Linked DNA regions of Mus musculus: region 1 is linked to region 2. A link is a contact called in public ChIA-PET data. All regions are on one chromosome and are shown on one strand. Each heading gives the region's core, a stretch centred on a gene start, on an enhancer-like site or on the middle of the called end of the contact. The rest is flanking DNA. Distances are from core to core; before and after follow the strand shown. Region 1 has its middle 42 kb from the start of Gm33592. Region 2 overlaps Pip4k2a (phosphatidylinositol-5-phosphate 4-kinase, type II, alpha).

Evidence for each region. ChIA-PET counts read pairs in DNA pulled down with a chosen protein or histone mark.
Region 1: an RNA polymerase II ChIA-PET map of memory CD8 T cells shows a contact between it and region 2, with 37 read pairs. The contact joins two enhancer-like sites. A contact is called at or near these places in 1 of 484 Hi-C or Micro-C datasets (LSK cells), 4 of 115 datasets of contacts at active chromatin or transcription factors (bone marrow-derived macrophages, double positive thymocytes, memory CD8 T cells and 1 more) and 1 of 9 other capture datasets (embryonic stem cells).

The regions. Positions count from the first base shown.
Region 1 is chr2:19,045,764-19,051,779 of GRCm38.p6, forward strand. No RefSeq gene overlaps it. Among named protein-coding and RNA genes, the nearest start is that of Gm33592, 42 kb to the left of the region's middle. Within about 2 kb of position 4,563, at least 66 of the 459 cell types and tissues checked have an H3K27ac peak or open chromatin away from gene starts, as enhancers often do. A contact at or near this core is called in bone marrow-derived macrophages and memory CD8 T cells, where this site is marked.
Region 2 is chr2:18,935,184-18,940,749 of GRCm38.p6, forward strand. All of the region lies in intron 1 of Pip4k2a (phosphatidylinositol-5-phosphate 4-kinase, type II, alpha), which reads right to left. Among named protein-coding and RNA genes, the nearest start is that of Gm33534, 59 kb to the left of the region's middle. Within about 2 kb of position 4,053, at least 57 of the 459 cell types and tissues checked have an H3K27ac peak or open chromatin away from gene starts, as enhancers often do. A contact at or near this core is called in bone marrow-derived macrophages and memory CD8 T cells, where this site is marked.

The DNA of each region.
Region 1 (6,016 bases), core at 3,313-5,812, 110 kb after region 2:
TCTTGACTCTAGCTGCATATGTATCAAAAGATGGCCTAGTCGGCCATCACTGGAAAGAGAGGCCCATTGGACACGCAGACTTTGTGTGCCCCGGTACAGGGGAACGCCAGGGCCAAAGGGGGGGAGTGGGAGGGTAGGGGAGTGGGGGTGGGTGGGTAAGGGGGACTTTTGGTATAGCATTGGAAATGTAAATGAGCTAAATACCTAATTAAAAAAAAAAAGAAATAAAAAATGAATTAAAAAATGAAGACGGAAATAGTAAAAAAAAAAAAAAAAAAAAAAGAATTGACAAATGGGACCTGAAAAAATTGCAAAGCTTTTGTAAGGCAAAGGACACTGTCAATAGGACAAAAAGGCAACCAACAGATTGGGAAAAGATCTTTACTAACCCTCATCTGATAGAGTGGTAATATCCAATATAACGTTCTGGGTTTGGTAACTGTATATGGGATGACAAAGAACTCAAGAAGTTAGACTCCAGAAAATTAAATAACCCTATTAAAAATTGGAGTACAGAGCTAAACAAAGAATTTTCAACCGAGGAATACCTAATGTCTGAGAAGCACCTAAAAAATGTTCAACATCCTTAGTCATCAGGGAAATGTAAATCTAAGCAACCCTGAGATTTCACCTCACACCAGTCAGAATGGCTGACATCAAAAACTCAGGTGATAGCAGATGATGGTGAGGATATGAAGACAGAGGAACATTCCTCCATTGCTGGAGGGATTGCAAGCTGGTACAACCACTCTGAAAATCAGTCTGGCGGTTCCTCAGTAAATTGGACATAGTACTACCAGAAGATCCAGCAATACCACTCCTGGGCATATACCCAGAAGATGCTCCAACTTTTAATAAGGACACATGCTTCACTATGTTCATAGCAGCCTTATTTATAATATCCAGGAGCTGGAAAGAGCCCAGATGTCCTTCAACAGAGGAATGGATACAGAAAATGTGGTACATTTACACAATGGAGTACTACTCAGCTATTAAAAATGATGAATTCATGAAATTCTTAGGCAAATAGATAGAATTAGCGTCTTAGTTTTGATTCCTATGCAAACATCATGACCAAGAAGCAAATTGGGGAGGAAAGGGTTTATTCCATTTAAATGTCCAAATTGCTGTCTATCACCAAAGGATGTCAGGACTGGATCTCAAGCAGGTCAGGAAGCAGGTGCTGATGCAGAGGCCATGGAGGGATGTTACTTACTGGCTTGCTTCCCCTGGCTTGCTCAGCTTGCTTTCTTACAGAACCCAAGACTACCAGCCCATAGATGGTACCACCCACAAGGGGCCCTCCCCACCCTTGATCACTAATTTAGAAAATGCTTTACAGCTCCATCTCATGGAGGCATTTCCTCAACTAAAACTCTTTTCTCTGTGATAACTTCAGCCTGTGTCAAGTTGACACACAAAACCAGCCAGTAGAACTAGAAAATATCCTGAGTGAGGTAACCCCATCATAAAAGAACACACATAGTATATACTTACTGATCAGTGGATATTACCCAAAAGCTCCAAATAACCAAGATACAATTCACAGACCACATGAAGCTCAAGAAGAAGGAAGACCAAAGTGTGGATGCTTTGGTCCTTCTTAGAAGGAGAACAAAATACTCACAGGAGCAAATATGGAGATAAAGTGTAGAGCAGAGACTGAAGGAAAGGCCATGAAGAGACTGTCCCACCTGGGGATCCATGCCCTACACAGTTACCAAACCCAGACACTATTGTGGATGCTAAGAAGTGCATGCTGAAAGGATCCTGATATGGCTGTCTCCTGAGGGGTCCTGCCAGAGCCTTACAAATACAGAGACAGATGCTCACAGCCAACCATTGGACTGAGAATAGGGTACCCAATAGAGGAGTTAGAGAAAGGACTGAAGGAGTTGAAGGGGTTTGCAATCCCACAGGAAGAACTACAATATCAACCAACCAGACCCCCAAGAGCTTCGAGGGACTAAGCCAACAAGTGAGGAGTACACATGGCTCCAGCTGCATGTGCAGTAGAAGATGGCCTTGTCAGGCATCAATGGGAGGAGAGTTCCTTGGTCCTATGAAGGCTCGATAGATGCCCCATTAGGGTAATCAAGAGCGGGGAGGTGGGAGAGGGTGGGTGGGTGGAGGAATTACCCTCATAGAAGCATGGGGAGGGAGGATGTGATAGGGGGTGGGGGAACTGGGAAAGAGGATAACATTTGAAATTTAAATAAAGAACATATCCAAATTAAAAAAAAAAAAAAGACTGAGGAAGTTTCATTAAGTCTCAGAGAGGCGTTCTTCAATTTTCAGAGCAAATTGGTAGCAGTTCCCAAATAGAAATTACCTTGCTGAGTCTGTAATATTAACTAATAAATACTGCATTATGAAAACATAGAAAGGAAGTAACAAGGGCCAGAGAAAGCTAATTTATCATGAGTGCCAGTGTCCTAAAATGCCCTGTCTATGCCCCACCCCCTGTCTAACCTCAGACTGTGCTTGATCCCTGCTTAGCGGGCTGAAGAACCTCACCTTATCCACAGGCAGCCCCTTCCATACAGAAGAAACCCTTTACATTCTCCCAGTAGCTATCTTGAGTAGCTACTGCTTCACTTCTCTACTGGGCTTTTCTCAGAGCATCTCATTTTGTAGGGAAAGACAGTTGCTGGTGGGTAGTGAGGTTCCTGTTCTGCTTACAACCTCCTTCCCCTTTAATAGAGGTTGACTTGATGACTGAAGGTTGTGGTTCTCTCAGGCTTTGAGTCTCATAACTGTCCAGTCTCATCTGACCCCAAATTACACACAATAATTAAGATATATTTCATCTGATGGGTAAAAATAAAATAAATACTAGTTCCTTGTGCATTGCCCAGATCTCCAATGGATGGGATAATGCCATAGATTTTCCATGCCAACACAATTTTTTTTGTTTGTTTTTGTTCTTTCTGATGGATTGGCTTGACACGAGTGAACTCACCATCCAGGATCCTAGGGAATACTCACCACTGATGGATGCAGTCCAAGATTGTGCCATCACAGTGGTTAACCCTGAGACAATTTGTGTTTACCAAGTACCCAAGGGGCATCTGAAGAGTCCTTTACTGGCATACAAGAATATGTTCTTGCCTAAGATGGGGGAGGATTTAAAGACCCCCAAACCATCAGTGTGTGTGTGTGTGTGTGTGTGTGTGTGTGTGTATGTGTGTGTGTGTGTGTGTGTGTGTGTGTGTGTGTGTGTGTGTGTGTGTGTGTTTAGCTCTCTGTAGGTTTGTGTGAATATTCAACTTCTTAGCTGTTGTCAGCATCTCAACACTAAGAGCCACATGGAGATGAAGAGCACTGGATCCAGATGTTTGATGTGTGGTTAAAGCTATCTCACCCAAGTTCCTAACTGCTGTGTCTATGTCGTTTGGAGACATTTCTTCACTGGTCCCCATTAATTTATGGCTTAAAAGTCTTCAATGGACAGGATCATCCCACAGTCCTTTCTCTGCCTTTGATCAACTGGGAAGCCACAGAGAGCCCAGATCCTTGCTGCTACAGCAAACCAAGTTCTGCTGTAGGAACACTGACTCCACAATTCCTTTGAGTCTCCATGTCCTGATCTATGCACTGAGAAAGAGGCACTACCTCATGGGGCAGATAATGTAAGCAGAAGTGTGCAAAGCATCTCCCTGCTGTACTTCATGCCACCAAAGAGACACTCAATACATATGACTTCTCTTCTTGTATGTAGCTATCAGACTTAGTCAAACTGTATTAGATGCAGAGTTCACGGACCCTACTGATATTTGTCATGAGTGCACATCCTGTTTCTGTGTTCAGAACACAAAGCTTTTAGGTTGTAGCTTTCAAAGTAGCAAAATGTTCTTTTTACATCCCCTTCTGGTCCACCCCCTCCCCCACCCCCCTCCCCCATCAGTACTCCTATTAGTCTCTATTTCTGTAAATCCTGCCACCTCAGAGTCATCTTCTTACTGTTTCCAGAAAAACAAAACAAAACAAAAACAGTCCAAAACTATCAAAGAGAAGAGTATTGAGAGACCAGATGAACTCTATCTTGGGTTCAGGCTCCATCTAAAAGAACCTGATCTAAGGTCAAACTCGAGTTAACTAACAAGCCTGTACCTAACTCTAGTCTCTAGGTCACTCCCTAACAACCACCAATCAAGAGAAAAGCAGAAGTTAGGTTTATGGTTTGGCCCCTAGCACTAGCCACTCATTTTAAAGGGCAATGATAGCCTTCCAATCAAATGTGTGCCAAGTTGAAAACTCCTTTGCTTATGTGGTTGCCTCTATAGCTTCCTTGTAACTGGGCTCGGGGCTTCACTCTCCTGCCCTGCTGCATCGGGGTCGGCAGAGAGTCCAAGTTTGAGCTTGCGTAAAAACGAGCCTAGTGCGATCACATTGGAACCGGCGCCTTGGTGGTCTTTTGGGGTTCTTGATCCTGAGCAGGCACAACAGTACGATAACACGCTTAAAGCATGGCAATAAATTGCATAATTCTCTCTCAAATCTTGCTATGGGGAAGGGCTGACATGGAACGTTTGAAGAAACATGAAACAGACCCTAAAGACAGATGACGTCTCACAGAGAAGTAAGTTTCTTTTTCAAGCTTCAAAGCTGGAGTTCCTTTTTGTCGTCCCCTTGATAGGTTATTTTTGACAGGATTTAACGTATTAAATTGTTCCACTGCCCTTTAGACTAGTCTGAGTACAGTTGTGTGCTAGTGAAAATGATGAATGTCTGCTCTTAATTAAAATTTTAAACTATCCACGTGGCACAGAATTTGCTCTTGTGTAAAAGTCTCAGAATAAATGCCTTTTAAGGCATCACCCTTAGTTTCTGTAAGCGAAAACGGGGTGACCTGAGAGCAAGCTGGTGAAGAGGTGTCTCTGACTCATTCTTCTTCAAGTATCCCTCACAGCTGGGATTCATCAAGCTTCAAAGACCGTCTAGTTTAGACATAATTCTTTGTTATTTCGTTAATAACCCTCAGAGTTATACAAATAAAAAGAGTGCATCTGCCTATGGGTTATTTATGTTAATATAGAAATACAGTGTTTTGGCTACAAAGTGGCTGAAGTTTTTGTCAGCAGCAGTTTTGACTTTAAGGGATTTCTGTAAAATTGTGTTAATTGGAAATTTAAGCAATGTCTCTATGACACAGGCTGAGGTATTTTGATAGTGTCAGGCAAGTTGTATTTGCACATGCATATTAATTTATGAAATATGTTTATAGTCAAACCAACTAATAGAACTTTGAAACGATGCAAAATTTTAAAAAATTACAGAGCAGCATTTTAAGAACCATTTTCAAATGATTATCACTTCCTAGCTCAGCTCTATGCAAGTGGGGTCTGTGAGCATGTTTCTGTATGTGTTATTTCTATAAATGGAGTCCTACAATTGCACTGCAGAGGTTTGTTTAAGACCCCTCAAAGCACATTTGGTAGACTGATTCGTTACCATGGGCCACCTTACCGCTTACATTTGCATATGACACATAGTGGGAGAAGAGTTGGAAACAAGGACACTGACATGGACCAGATGAGTCTCTGGCGCCAAGCATCTCATGTTATCCACCAAAAAATTACACAGATTAGATGATGGTATCGCGTTTTACAGAAGAACAAGTCGTTCAAGCTCTCACAGAGAAAGTGTGCCAGCTTATGGTGGCAGAACACTGAACGTTTGCATGTCGTCATTTGAGAAAGTCCAAACACATTCATTTCATCACCCAGATTTTAAAATCCAAATGGTCTCTTCTTTTTTATTTTCCAGCTTTTGAAATTTCCTGGACTTTAGAGGAAATGCAAGATGTGCCTTTTAGCTCCTTCTCCTGCTACTCTCCATAAAACCTATGGACTTTACATTAAAATAATAATGCCATTTTTGCACCTAATAAGTTAATGATAATTCCTTGACATTATATGATTCAATTCTAATTCCAATTGCTTTAAAACTTTTTTCTTCTCATTTTGTTTGTTAAAACCAACTTATGACTGAGCAAAATGGTAGAGCATATCCC
Region 2 (5,566 bases), core at 2,803-5,302:
AGGTATAGAAGCTGGCAAAAGCAAAACAAAACCAAACCTCATCACTCGAAACATAAGCACACACTGTTACTAAAGTAGTGTGAAACAATCTGACCATGTGTGACTTGAGAAACTCTAAGTGTGTAGTGACATGCATTTATAACTGCCTTCAAGAGATCTGCTTCTCTGTGGATGGCATATGTCTGTCATCTCAGAAAGATAGGGCGGGGGCAGTGGTTGAGTTTGAGGCCAGCCTGAGCTACATGGAATCCATGTCTCAAAAATAATAATTAGAAGAGAGCAATTCCGTAGAAGTACCTAGAATGTGACTAGACCAATGGATAGTCTATGGACCGGCTCACAGAAGGAAACTGGTTTTATTCATTACAACTCTAATAACCCTCATATTTTTCTAGCTAGTCTTATGTTTTTATAACTATCACTGCCCAAGTTTTCCTTCACATGACTTCAGTGTCTCTTATCCCATCTCAGGTCTGTCTCTTCTTGCGGTCACTGCTAGCCCTGTGGTTATCTGCCTCTTTTACTAAGTGTCATACTGACTTCCCCCACCTGGGGGTGAAGGAATGGAAATACTTTCTTCTGCCAAAGCAGACACCTCATTAGGACAGGTCCAGAACAAGGGCTGGGAGCCCAGAGCTTGAGGTTCCCTACCTCAAGTCTCAGGCCATCACTTTGTCCCTACCCAACTATACACAGCCTAGTCCTGTGGCTGGCAACCTTTAGACAGCTGTTTCCATGTTATCTCTGGCTATATTCAAGCAATCCACACAGAGGTATTCGACTGATAAGACCAAGTAGGAGTTCTGACTAAAACATTAACTGTCTTTTGACAGAGAAGGTTTGTTCATGACTCTATCTCAGGAAAAGAGATAAGCAAAGACCCTTGTTTAGTTCATAGAAGAAGCCTAGTGCCTCACCCCTTAGGTAGCCTGGAAGATGTCCTAAACTAGGACCATAAACCAGCAAGAATGAAGCTGGCCTTTCTTAGTGAGCTCTAGAGTTCTGTTAGACAGGGCTACATAGTGAGACCCTGAATCAAAAGAAATGGGAGCGGAGGGAAGAGGTAGACCAGACTACTGCTATCAAACCATCAATGTTTTATAAATGGAAAAAAGGCACTAAACCAATCAACCTAGTAGTCAATTGTGTGTGTGTGTGTGTGTGCCTGTGTGTGCGTGTGTGTGAGTGTGTGTGTGTGCGCGCGTGTGTGTGTGTTAGTAACTTCCCCTAACTGCAGAAGGAAAACACCAGCTTCTGTTAATTTCCAGATATGCTTTGGGACTCCAAATCCCACAGCAAACCCCACAGAGCCTCGCTTGCGTACCAGGGCTTGGGATTCATTTTTCTGGGATATACATGTAGAAGATAACAACATAAACTTTGCTTCGAGTCACAAGTAGAAAATGTCTTGAAACGATAGGCCCATCTGCTGTAGTAGTAAAACTTTACCAACCCAGGCAAACTGGGGAGCCTGGAGGTACACAGAAGCCAGGAGGGGCGCCCTGGAGCCGGCGTGGTTGGCTTGAGAAGGAACAGTGTGCTTTGCCCAGCAAAGGAAGGCTAGGACCCACCTCTGGCCTGGTGAGTTGTCTCTCAGCCCTAGTCCCCAAATGTGGCCAGAAACAAACCAAAAGGACAGAGGGGAGGCTGTGACTTCTGTCTACATTCTATCAAGATTTTGGACACTTCTTCCAAAAGTGGAAGGTCTCCTTCCTCTTCCATCTCATGAAAACAGTGTACGGACAACCCCAGTGCCTCCTTCAGCATTCTGTGTCTCCTCAGGTCATTGTCTTCTCAAAGGTGGTAGATTCTAGTCCACACACTTTGTCTCACAGACAACCTTCCTGAGAGACAGGAAGCCAACTGGTTTGAATGGCACAAAACCAAGACCACCCTCAGTTCTGGAATGTTCTCTGCTCCTCAATAAGAGCTTTAATACCTGTGTCACACTAGAAGTGGCAGGTGCTGTCCTTTCCCCATGTGGTTCAGGCAGTGTGTCTCAGGAACAGGGGTGGGATGGAACTCTGTGTAGTGTAGTACAGCCAGGTCTGACCCAGTTTTAACCACTTACTGAAGAGACGTAGTGAGGCCTAGCTAGGTCATTCCTGAGGTGAATGGGTTGAGATCACCACCTTTCATCTGGGGAAAGCCTGACTCTTGTCACAGGAAGGAATCAGCAGAGAAAAGCAGCATGTTGGCCAGCCCTGGATGACCAAGGGACATTTTTCCACAGAAAAATAAACCAGGCATTTATTATAGACATTCCAAAGATTGTCAAATAAGAAGCTAAGAAAAGCTGTTAGCAGAGTACGAAATATAATGCCTTCTGTGACAGCAGTACATATATTGTTTTGTTATATAAATATTTTATTATTATTATTATTATTAATTATCTCATGGGAGCAGAGAAGGGAGAGCAGGAGAACGCAGTAAGGAAGAGGCCACAGGGGACTTCAGCAGCACAGCAGGGGGCAGGACAATAAGATTCTAAGTCTTTCCAGATAATTTCATATCTAAATGGCAATGTGTATTTCCTGCTCTGTCTTAAAGTAAACACGTCATTATTTTATGAGAAGCAGCAGGGATGGAGTGGAAGCACACACACAGATAAGAAAATGAAAGGCAAGGGAGGCAGTAGGAGGTAGTGACAGGCAGCCTCCTGCTGTACACCCTGTGGGAGACGCATCTGCTCTAGACCCTGTGCAGGGGAAAACCAATGTTGCCACTGTAACTGCTACTGTAGCCCACATTCAACAGGAAGATCAGATGGCTGGGTGACAGCTGGCCCAGAACTCTTCCTCCCACCACCACATTCCTCACTTTTGTCTCAGGTACTAAGAGACACACCCCTAGCAGACACAGGGGATGGTGGAGATTTTCTGCTCATCTGGTCCATAGAAAGAGCATGAAGCAATCCGTAAGTGACCCCATGAAAACATGAACTCATGTGGGACCATGAGGACCCTTTGGAGTTCTCTCAACAGCACTGCCAGGATGCCGCAGGAAGATCCAGCATCAGGCCTGGGGCAGAGGGCTAAGGAAGGGACAACAATTACCACATGTGGAAAGAAGAGTGATGTTCTAGGAAAAACACACAGAAAATAAAAATTCCAAGGAAGCCATTGAAGGCACAGCTTTCCTCCTGAAGGCCCCTAACCCACAGCCCTCCACAATCCCCCTGGGAGACTGCACACCCTCAGGACTGCTGAGATCGGATTCCCTTCATCCTCAAAGCCTTCCTGGAAAACTGTGGCCAGGCCTGCTCTTCCTGTTGGCCCCTCTCCACAGTCACATCACATGATCCAGGGGGTTATCTAGTATTTGTTTCCCTTCTCCTCAAAAAGATTCCATTTTATGATACACAAGTTAAGAAAAAAAAAATTTAAATGTGTAACAATTGACATGAAGCATAGAGAATACTTAAAGAACAAAAAACCTTAACAGTTAAAAATGTAGGAGAGACGGTGAATTCCTTAACCCTCTATGGTGTGGGCGCTCGCTCTGCGTGTACTTTTAGCCCGGGTATTACCTGAGCCTTAGGTTATTATAGCCTTCTCAAAGATCCCACCAAAGAGAGGTGTCCCCACCCCATGGGGCAGCTTCTTTCTCTTATTCCTCCTATCCCAATTTTTATAAGCGTCTTTGAAAATATTTAACCACAGGCTCTAGATAATAAGCATTATCTTCTCCCAGGATTTCCACTCAGAATGAAAAATTTAGTCATGAATATGTGACTGCCCTGTTACTTCACACAGAACTTTGATTTTTATGGAAGAAACCCCAACACGTGCTCTTTACTTAAGCAGTTTCTGTCCAGGAAGTGCAGACGGCAGATTAACCACAATCCAACACAAAGCCTCCCCCTGCTCCTGTGGTCTGCAAGAGGCACATTTTCTTCTCGTGCTCTCAGGTGGCGAGTCTAATTGAATGTAGCTATTTAAAACACACTTCAGACCTAATGAACAAGAAGTGGCCCTGCCAGACCACAATGTCTTTAAGAGATCAATTTGCCCAATAAAGGCTAAAGATTGCAACACGGTCTTCAAACAGCAGGCAAGCAATCCGAAGGGTTATCTGTGGGGATCAGAGTGTGGCCGAGGACATGCCATCTGCCCAGGGGCAGCAAGCAAGCCCCACTCAGCAGCGTCTCACCTCCAAGAACCAGGCCTCTTCGCTCCCTCAAAATATAATTTTTAAAGTCAACTGGCCCTATAAGATAACTCACTAATTAGATCACTGTGATACGTTCATTTGTAGCTTTAGTTGGGAGTTTAGCTGTCTGTCATCCAATTTATCCGAGTAAAAATTTCACTAAAGCCTTTTGTTCTCGCACAATACATTTGTTTAATAGCTTTTCTCAAAGGCTGTGCCAAATTCTAAATGTTCCGTCATGCATTTATTTACTAGTTATCAGGCAACTTATGAATAATTTAATATTTTCCAGTATTCCTTTATCAGATGGGTCTATAAATGCCTGCAAGACTCTTTCTCATTGGGCTGTGTTTTTCCCACTCAAAAAAAAAGTTTCTTTCTTGTTTAAAGTTTACTTTCTCACTTTTTGTTTTGTTGAGACCAGGTCTCACCATGTAGCTCAGGCAGTCTCTAACTTTTGATTCTCTCATGGGGCCCGCAGATGTGGACCACCACGCCTGGCTTTAAAGATGCCCCAAACCTCTCTAGGCTATTCCTCCAGCACAAATGGCACTTTCCGATTTCCAACCTCTCATGGGAATTTACAGGCAGCTGTAAATGCCTTACTGGAATACTGTTCTTTTTCTGCCCCAGTTTCCTCAATTACAAAATGGAGACAGGATCAGCCCTACACACCTCCCCATGGAACATCGGAACTTACCACAGCAGCAGTCTATAAACAAGACAGATCTCACCTCAGTGTTAGTGAGGTGATTAAGGAGTTTCTGGTCTCAGTCATCCTCTCTCTCATTTAAGTACCATTTCATTTGTATATCTACACAGTACTGATCTCAAAAAACGTCTTGCATGCTCTGTAGTTCATTACGTATGTACTGTTCATGTGTGTGAGCATGTGTGTGTGTGTGTGCATGCATACAGATGTGGGGGCCTGAGGGTCAAGTCAGTTTTCCTCCATAGACTCTGACTTGTATAACTGAGCTCACAGAGACACAGGGCTTAAATGTGTGCTTAACAAGCAGTAATTAGCATCCATGAGTTTATAAGCTACACGTGACAATTCTTATCTATCCCATGCAGTAACTGTGATATCCCAGGGGATAACTACTTCTGGGAAGCAATGTCTTTGTGATGACGTGGCTGCCGTAACTCTAAGAAATTAGCGATATTGGAAGGTTTAACTATCTGTGATTTAAAAAAAAAAATCACTAAGCATATCGTTTCCTAAGTTGATGATAATAATTACTGTTATAACAGTCAATGTGTACTAACTAACACTAAGCATGGAAAAAGTCCCTCTTCCTGACCGGTAAACTTGTGTGCAGCCCAGAGAACTGGGAAATAGTATTTGTCCAGTGAACATTATGTTAAATAAAAATTCCAACTAAAAACAAAAAAAAACATGTCCCAGCAAGGA